3 separate regions of the Zea mays genome follow, and all the other regions are linked to region 1. The links are chromatin contacts, called in public Hi-C maps. All regions are on one chromosome and are shown on one strand. Each heading gives the region's core, a stretch centred on a gene start, on an enhancer-like site or on the middle of the called end of the contact. The rest is flanking DNA. Distances are from core to core; before and after follow the strand shown. Region 1 holds the start of LOC100274005. Region 2 holds the start of LOC103638029 (carotenoid 9,10(9',10')-cleavage dioxygenase 1). Region 3 holds the start of LOC100285906 (beta-1,3-galactosyltransferase 6).

Region 1 (2,819 bases), core at 234-2,733:
GCTCTCAGACCCACCCCTCTCATCATCAACAGTGTCGTCAGTCTTCAAGGGCTTATACAAAGAAGCAGCAGTTCCAGTTCCGCCATCACCGTCCTCTTCCTTGACGCACCAAGCGCCACAGACAAGCAGCAGTGCACCTGGCAGGAACAGAGCGTCCAGAAAACCCTTCATGGTCAGTGCCCTATCCGCAACCATGTGAACGACCGAGGAACAAGCGACGAACGCGGCGTACGCGGCCAGCAGAGCCGACCACGCGCGCGCAGACATTGGCCCGAGGAGACGTGCTCCTCCGACGCCGCTGAGAGCGAAGCCGGCGAGGACCAAGCAGAGTCCCTGGGACAGTGCCGTCACCCACCAGTGTGGGAGGTAAGCGGAAGCGTGCTGAGTGAAGTTGCTCCCCAGCATCCACGACGCGAGGCCGAGGTAGACGAGGCCCAAGCAGGCGGTGAACGCCGCGCCGGCCAGCTGCAGCGGCAGGCCGGGCGCGACAGGGGGGCGGCGTGCGGACGCTCTGGTCTTCGTAGTAATCCTGACGACGAGGAGGTGCAGCGCGAGAGCGACGGTGATCAGAGCGGCGGTGCCGGTTTCCAGGATATGGTTCGTGCAGCTGGAGGAGTCGAGTATGTCCGTCCATCCGCCGCATGAGGCGACGGCTTGCTTGGAGCAGAATGGGCTCCCGAAGATGTCCATCGTCCAAGAACCTGGCCAACATAAGAGTTAGTTTTATCGCGTCGTTTTCAATGCTACCACGTCATTAAGAGTGAGATAAAATAAAGATCAAGACATGCACTCTCGATACAAAGTTTCACTGCACGAATCATAGGTTACTATGTCAATTTGATGATACATCTAAATGATGAATAGAGAGGACAGTACTTGTGAAGAAGTAAGACGTGTGTCTCAGTTTTGCTGCGCTTCGATGATTCGTGCTTCAACTCCAGGCCCTTCTGTAACCATGAACAGGGGGAATCTTTTCAGAGCAAAGAACATTCGAATAGAGCTCATACATACGCGCGAAGAAACTTTAATCGATCTGGGGAACATGCGCGACTGGTACACGGCACGAAACTCAATTTGAGGACACACAGCTGATCATGAAGAAACTAATACTGTTGCGTTAAACACATCCACGGCTGGCGCTGAAGAAAACCCAACCAAAACCCCCGCAGAAAACTCCCTGGAGAGGAGAGAGCAGCACGCCCCCGCCCCGGCCGCGAGGAGGAAGAAGGCAGAAAGAAGCGAATAAAAACCAGCGCGGCGGCGGCGGCGGCGGCGGCAGGGAGTGGTCACTGAACCTTCCCAGCGCGCGGCGTTTATCCCATCAAGCAAAGCGCGGCAACGCTCGGCTCCGCGTGGCCGTCGTCTAACAGTCTGCTGGCTGGCTGCGGTTGGTCTGCAGACGCCTCTCCGGAGAGCTAGAGCTAGAGCTAGTAGCTAAAGGCGCGTGCGGATGCGGACGCCGCATCCGTCATTGCTCACGTCGCCGCGCGCGCTACGCTAGCTAGGGAGGGGACGCATCTATATCTAAATGGTACAAAAACTACACCCGAATCTTTTTGTACCGTATAGCTAGAGAACGACTGCATGCTAGCTTAGGTGCGAATAATGCACAAGCCAATCTTTTTGGACCTTTAGATAAAAGATACTCCACAGCAGCAGTAGATGCAACAACCCTAATTTACCAGTGTTTAATAAATAGTATGGATTCGGATCGGATGGATTCATCAGAAGTCTCGTTCTCTCACGCCTGCATCTAGACTTGTGCACAACCGTCCCACGTGTAAAAAAAACAGAGGGAGAGCGAGCGAGAGAGAGAGAGAGAGAGAGAGAGAGAGAGTTTGTTGATGGGGTGTACGATTGGCTTGGCGGGCGGTGGCGTGGCCGGCGAGAGACGACACCGAAACGGGACGGGGCAGGCAGCGGCGCGACCGACGACGTCGGGTCGGGAGGAGAAGGAAGGCCAAGCGCGGGCTGCTGCTGGGCGCGCGCGCGCGCGGAGAATGCTTAATTGAGAGGCCTCCGTCCTCCGATATCTATATATATAGCCCGATGATGAACGAACGACGGCAGATTAGCGCCTCCCCTCGGCGATCGGCGCCCACGAACGCACCGTCGTCGTCACGTGCTCGCCGCGGGGGCGGGGCGGGCTAACCGGACGGTCAAAGCCCTACAGTACGCAGGTCGACCGACCATGGGCGCATGGGGTTAGCTGGCTGCTGCAACTGCAACGCGTGCGCCGCCGCTGCAACCGACACAGAGTACCGCCGGAGCGGCCGTCAGTTTTTGGAGCACCATCTGTCCTGTAGCCTGTAGGTGCCATGAAATGAACCACTCGCAAATGTCCTTCTATCCAATATATATAATATTTATTTATACTTAAAGCTTCAAATTAACGCATTACAAAATATATATATATATATATATATATATATATTAACTAAGTTTCTCCCTCTATATGGCACGTGCATCCATGTCAACAAGAATTCATCCTCTATAATTCGTCCAGCCGTAACGATACTCCTCGTATACCCCACCATCCATATAAAATGTAATTCGTTCAGCCGTAACGAGAGAGACCCGCATGTAACTGCATTCACAACTATATTTATATAAGGGTTATTTTACAAACTTAAATTTTACGAGGAATTTCTATTTTACTAATGAAAATTAACGAATTTCTCTTGCATTTAGATAGGCCCTACTCTCTGATTCTCTGAAGCAGCAGGACAGGAGCTGGTGCGTCCCTGGTCCCGCTGTTCGGCCGTTCCAGCCCCAGGGGGGGAGGGGCCGGCGTCGCTGTCGAACTTGTCCACGTTGTA
Region 2 (2,819 bases), core at 118-2,617, 770 kb after region 1:
GAGAAGGCTCCTCGGAGAAGCTGTAGGCTCTGTCGACGAACCGTTGGAGGAGATCTGAAGAGAGCGACTTGAGAGCTCGAGACATGTCCTGTACGCTGAGGGCCTGCTTCTTCAGTCCAGGAGACGGTGGCACCTAAACAGAGACGACGACACTGCTTAATCATTGGTGTGCCTTTCTTAACAAGTACTCCTTCCCTTCTTTTTTTTATTTGTCGTGGTTTAGTTTAAAAATGAGCTAGCGGACGACGAGAACCGAGGTAGTAACTTATTATGCTTTTGTTAATCTAAATTAATACAACACCGTACCACACCTTGCAACACGCAAAGATCCAATCCAAGCTACGAGTTGCTCAAACCTAGCTTGAAGGTATCACATTGCTAAACTGTAAAACGATACCTTGACGGAGTTTGGCTGGGTGAAGGGCGGTGCATGGTCTGGAGCCCCGCCGTGGCTGCGGATGAGCCTGCTGCTCCTGCATCTGCTGCTGCTGGTGGTCGGTTTCAGGCCAGCTCTGAACATGGCGTCGTAGCCGCAGCACGCAGGGAGGGATAACAATGGCATGTCACTCTGGTGGTGGTGGTGCTTCTGGTCGGTTTCAGGCCATCTGCTGCTGCTGCTGCTTCTGCTGTAATAAAAGGCGCCAGCCGTGCCGTGACAAGACAAACATGGCTTATGCCTTCTCGCGGCCCGGCCGCGGAGGGGAATAACGCGACCTCATTGGCCGGTCGGCCTGGGGAGGACCATAGTGGGCGTCGCCGACGCACATGGAAATAAGACACACACACACACACACACATATATATATATATATATATATATATATATATATATATATATATAGGTGCTTGTGCTTCAACTAGGACCGGTAACGGATCGTGATCCAAATGTTTTTTACAATTTATTAAGGTCCTAAATTATGTTTAGTTTAAAAATAAATAGATATATAGAGTGTCTGATCCTAATTTAATCTAATCCTTACATTTTTAAAGTAAAATTTAGAGCTCATTGTCATATTAGCTCCAACTCAACACACCATGCAACTAGAGTTTGGTTTAACCACATGGATGGCGAGGACATGGCCAATGGAACGCATACAGCCCTTCCAATGGATCGTCGTCGTCTTTGGCATGATAGGCACACCAGTGAGAGAAAGCGAGGACGGAATATATATATCCTCCTGCTCTGCTAGTGATTAGAGCTAGTTTGGCATCGAGTCGTCGGCAGGACTGGAACTGGAATGCGCGCTGCGGTTGGCATGGGTTCCATTGCATGCATGCGTTTGTTGGCAGCGATGGGGCCGGCCCGCCGCTGTGGAAGCTAGCTGCCGCCGGTGCATGCTGGACAACCGACCGATCGGCCGGTGAAAGTGCAATGAAACCCGGGGGGGGGGGGGGGGGGGGGGGTGGGTAATATAGTGGCTGTGCCGTTCGCGTCATTTCTTCCTACGGTTTTGTTCTGTCACTGCACAAGGCACTCAATTAAGCGATGACGAGCTTAGCAATAAGCATGCAACTAGGGTTTGGTTTTAACCACGTGGATTGCGAGGCGCGTGGCCAATGGCACATTCGTCCCCGTTTAGGGCTGATTTGGTGGACATAGATCATGAGAGGATCCATGGTGAGAAATCTTTTTGCTATTTAATTTTGAATAGTAAGAGAATTTTTCCCCATTGATCTCCTGATTGATCTCCTGATTGATCTATATCCACTAAATCAGCCCTTATGTTATGTGTTCTCATGTTCTTTATGTACTGTGACGAGCGATATAGGCCGGTACACCAGTGACAAGTCGATGACGGAATATACTCATCCTGCTCTTCTAGTGTTGGTCTGGATGCCCTTTTGGCTTTGCAGCCACGGGGGCTTTAGGGTCTGGACTCTGGAGCTTCATTCCAAGAATTTCATGTTTATTGTAGCTTCTTGTATCCAAACAAGTCAAGTCAATCTTCAGGAGCTCTAGTTTTTTTTTTTAAAAAAAGTTGAAACTGAAGGCTAGTTTCACGAAATTTTCCAAACCAGATACAAAATGGTGCTTCAAAAACACTATTTTTATACTTCGTCGTGAAGTGATCCCTACCTGCTTTCTTTCCTCTCCCCGGTAGCAAATTGGCGGCACCGGGTCCTCTACAAGCCGCCGGCGCTGCAGGGATGTCCCAGGCCGCCTCCTTCGCGCGGCCCGCTTGGCCACGCAGCCGCCACCGATACATCGGTGCTGGGCCGGGGCGCCGACGCCGCTAGGCGTGAGGAACTCGCCGCCTTTAGTGAAGAACACGTACTGAAAGCGTGCAGGTTGCTCCAAAACCTCGCAAGGTTCTGATTTGAAGTTTATTCGGTTCTTCATAGAAGTTCTGTCCACACTGGGAGTGGTCGAATCTCTCCAGTCCAGATGATCATAGGTTTCTTGCATATACAGTTGATATATGTGGGGTCGAATTATTTTCCCTTGAATGAAAGATCTTTCTTGCATATACAGTTGATATATGTGGGGTTCAATTACTTTCCCTTAAATGAAAGATCTGCTGGCTGAGCATGCCATCTTTAGTTCACTAGACAAGGGAATAGTTCGTTTAAAATTGGTGTGGCGACAGTGAAAGTTTAAGGTATGTTTGGTTTGATGACTAAGTTGTCATACTTTGTTTAACTTTTCTGTCTAAATTTGGTTCTTCAATTTAGACGACTAATTTTAAGTAAAGTGTGGCATAATTAGCCGCGAATCAAACAGGCCTTTACTTTTACACTATCCGTACAAACTAGAAAGTATGATATAAACTGAAAGTTTTTTTACACTATCTTTATTCGAGTTGGTGCCTGATAAGACT
Region 3 (2,819 bases), core at 150-2,649, 650 kb before region 1:
TAGGAGAGTGGCGTCTATGGTGTAAGTGGCCACCGTTTGGAAGTACCACTAAAACAATGCATATTTTAGCAAAATCATCGGATTCCATCACAAACAAAGAACATCATTGCAAATGAACTAGCACACAAAACACCATTAAAAAGGCATTTCAGAAACGGCAACGACTGCTATGCAAGCAGTCATTCTGTGCAAGCGTGAAAGCAAACCATCTGATCCATTAGATCGTGATCCAACCGTAACTCACATTTAACACTTAAACCCTTCCACTACTAGCTCAATAATCTTTATAAAAAACCCCATAACAAACCATGGTTGTATCTGTGGTTGGATCGTAATCTAATGGATTAGATGGTTTGCTTGCACGCTTGCACAGAAGCACTGCTTTCATAGCAGTCGTTGCCTTCAGAAACGCAGTTATAGAGAAAACCAGATAGAAGTCTGCTACAATATAGTGATGTCTAATTTGAAAAATGTTTTATCCACATTGACCAATACAGTAATTCATTTAGAGGTAGATCATCGGTATTTGTTATTTTGGAGATGCGATCTCTGAAAACAAGTTGGCAGAACATTGAGTGAATCACAGTTACATCTAGATATAAGAAATATCAAACCAACTCCCATATTAAGTTTGCAACCAGTCTCACCATATATTATACTACTGCTATGAGAGCAGCAGGCTAGAAGCAACGAAATACATCGACAGTCCGAACTCTAAAAGTCCAGCTAGATCTCGACCGGCAGAAGCGAAAACGAACTAACAAGCCGTGATACCAGCGACTGACCGAAGTAGACCCTGGCGATCCGCGGGTAGCCATGTCCGGCGCAGCGCGCGGCGGCGGCCGATGGAGCCGAACCCGGTGAAGATCCCGACGAAGGCCATGACCTTGTGGCGGCCGCGCGATCCAGTGGCGAGCGAGGCCGGGAGCTCCGCGGAGCCCCCTGCGGAGCCATCCCCTGGGCTGCGGTCCCACGCGACTGAGACGGAGAGCGGGCGCGAGGAATCGGGGCAGCGGCTGTGAGTGACGGACGGGGAGCGCGAGAGGGCGAGCGCGGCGGCGACGAAGCCGGCGAGGCCGAAGAGGAGGCAGGCCGCGGAGAAGACCGGCGTCGAGAGCAGCCGGCGCAGCGACCCGGAGCGGCGCGAGGCGGAGGAGGCGAAGAAGACCTTGGGCGATCCCGGCATGGCGGCGGGCGGGCGGGCCGGCCGTCCGGCCGGTCCTCCCTGCGCGCGATGCCGGCACGACGGGGAGGGAGGATCGGATGGAGCTCGAGGAGGGACCGAAGTGGCCTGAGGCGAGCCCACGGCCGTTTGGATTTGGAAGCCGAGCCAGAGGTGGGGGCCCGCCGATTGGTGCAGAATTTCTCTTGGTTCTTGGAGCCTCGTGGGTATGACAAAGAATAAGTAAAACCAGCTGCATATCACTTGTCAAATTCATATCTAGAAAAAATATGTCAGCTAAAAAATTCATACCTATAATAAATATAAAATTTTGTCAAACTCATGTATATGCCGGTTTTAGATATCCAACAAGTTTTTCATAGCCACTAACATCAACATAAAAATAATTTATCAAATAAATGACAGTCAATATATTAATAACACGGAATAAAAGAAACAGATATTACTAATTTTAGCTTAAACATTGTTACATAGAGTTTATTTCCAAGTATAACATATTCAGTTAATAATATTATAAGACATATTTATAAGACATTGATTTTAAAGCGTGTTTTAAAAACACATGGATTTGCGGGTATGGATATTGAAAGAACAAACTTATACACACGTCTCCATTGGGTTCCATCTGAACCCAACCCATGGATAGAAAATTGTCTCAAACCCATACTCTAAGGGTTAGTTTAGAAATCATATTATTTAAGGGATTCACATTTTACCAAGAAATGTTAGTTTATTTATCTTGAAAAAAATAGAAATTTCTTTAAAAATAGAGTTTCTAAACTAGCTTAGGCCCTGTTCGGCTGCCTGGGATGTATTCCAGGCCGGAAACGGTTCCAGACTAGGAAACAATGGTCCATTCATTCCAGCCTAGGAACAAAACCAGCTGGAATGATTTGCAAATGTAGTTCAGTTTCATTGGATGAGTTTCTGAATAATATCTATCCTCTCACCCAAAAGCAAAATCCAGAATCAAGAGCAAAAACCACCATACCATACTTGAGCTGCACAAAATGAGATTAGGCTGATGCACCAGTGAACAACATAGCACAGACCTCGGTCATCTTTGACTTAACCACACAACTGATTGTGCTACTAGTCTACTACAGCGAGGAGTACTGTTTCTAATAATTAGAAGCACTCTGAAGAAGGGGTATGCCTAGGGGAGTTGAGCACTAGGAGAGGTAACGCCACCCACATACATATGCATGCACCCTGCACAACTGCTGCTTCAGTGGCAGTAGAAAACTGAGGTAGCCAGCCGCCCAGCTCGGAGGCATGGCGATGGCTGTGCCTGTGCCTGCCAAGAGTGGCGTGCCCCACGGCCATGGACCACAGCTCGCCAGCACAGGATTTGGGATGGCCGGACGGAGATTTGTCGGGATCATGTACGACGCGCGTGACTCTCACCTGCGTCCGGAAAGCTTGGTCAAATAAATGGCGGCGGCCACCACTGGCTAACCTGCCCGACTGCCTTGACCGACGAGAACGAGGAACGCGTGGGGAGTGGTGTAGAGGGTCGCCGTTCGGGCTGCATTGCCACTTTGCGCCGCCGCCTATTCGCCTTGTCCACCGCTAGCTTTGCGCGTCTCACTGTGTCGCTGCCAAGATCCAATCCAGAGGATACGAGACCAGGTTT

Evidence for each region. A called contact is a pair of places that touch in the nucleus more often than the background predicts.
Region 2: a Hi-C map of tassel shows a contact between it and region 1, with 2.0 times the contacts expected there. The contact joins the promoter of LOC103638029 here to the promoter of LOC100274005 in region 1. A contact is called at or near these places in 2 of 25 Hi-C or Micro-C datasets (leaf and tassel).
Region 3: a contact with region 1 is called in a Hi-C map of tassel, with 3 times the contacts expected there. The contact joins the promoter of LOC100285906 here to the promoter of LOC100274005 in region 1. A contact is called at or near these places in 3 of 25 Hi-C or Micro-C datasets (ear, root tip and tassel).

What each region holds. Positions count from the first base shown.
Region 1 is chr9:19,418,174-19,420,992 of Zm-B73-REFERENCE-NAM-5.0, reverse strand. It overlaps LOC100274005, which reads right to left and starts at 1,483. Exons shown (of 13, transcript NM_001148390.1): 1 at 1,296-1,483; 2 at 877-947; 3 at 1-701. The coding sequence starts at 690.
Region 2 is chr9:18,647,957-18,650,775 of Zm-B73-REFERENCE-NAM-5.0, reverse strand. LOC103638029 (carotenoid 9,10(9',10')-cleavage dioxygenase 1) reads right to left here and starts at 1,367. Exons shown (of 13, transcript XM_008661038.2): 1 at 398-1,367; 2 at 1-133. The coding sequence starts at 562. All of the region lies in intron 4 of LOC100284095, which reads left to right.
Region 3 is chr9:20,070,274-20,073,092 of Zm-B73-REFERENCE-NAM-5.0, reverse strand. LOC100285906 (beta-1,3-galactosyltransferase 6) reads right to left here and starts at 1,399. Exons shown (of 7, transcript NM_001158795.2): 1 at 786-1,399. The coding sequence starts at 1,186.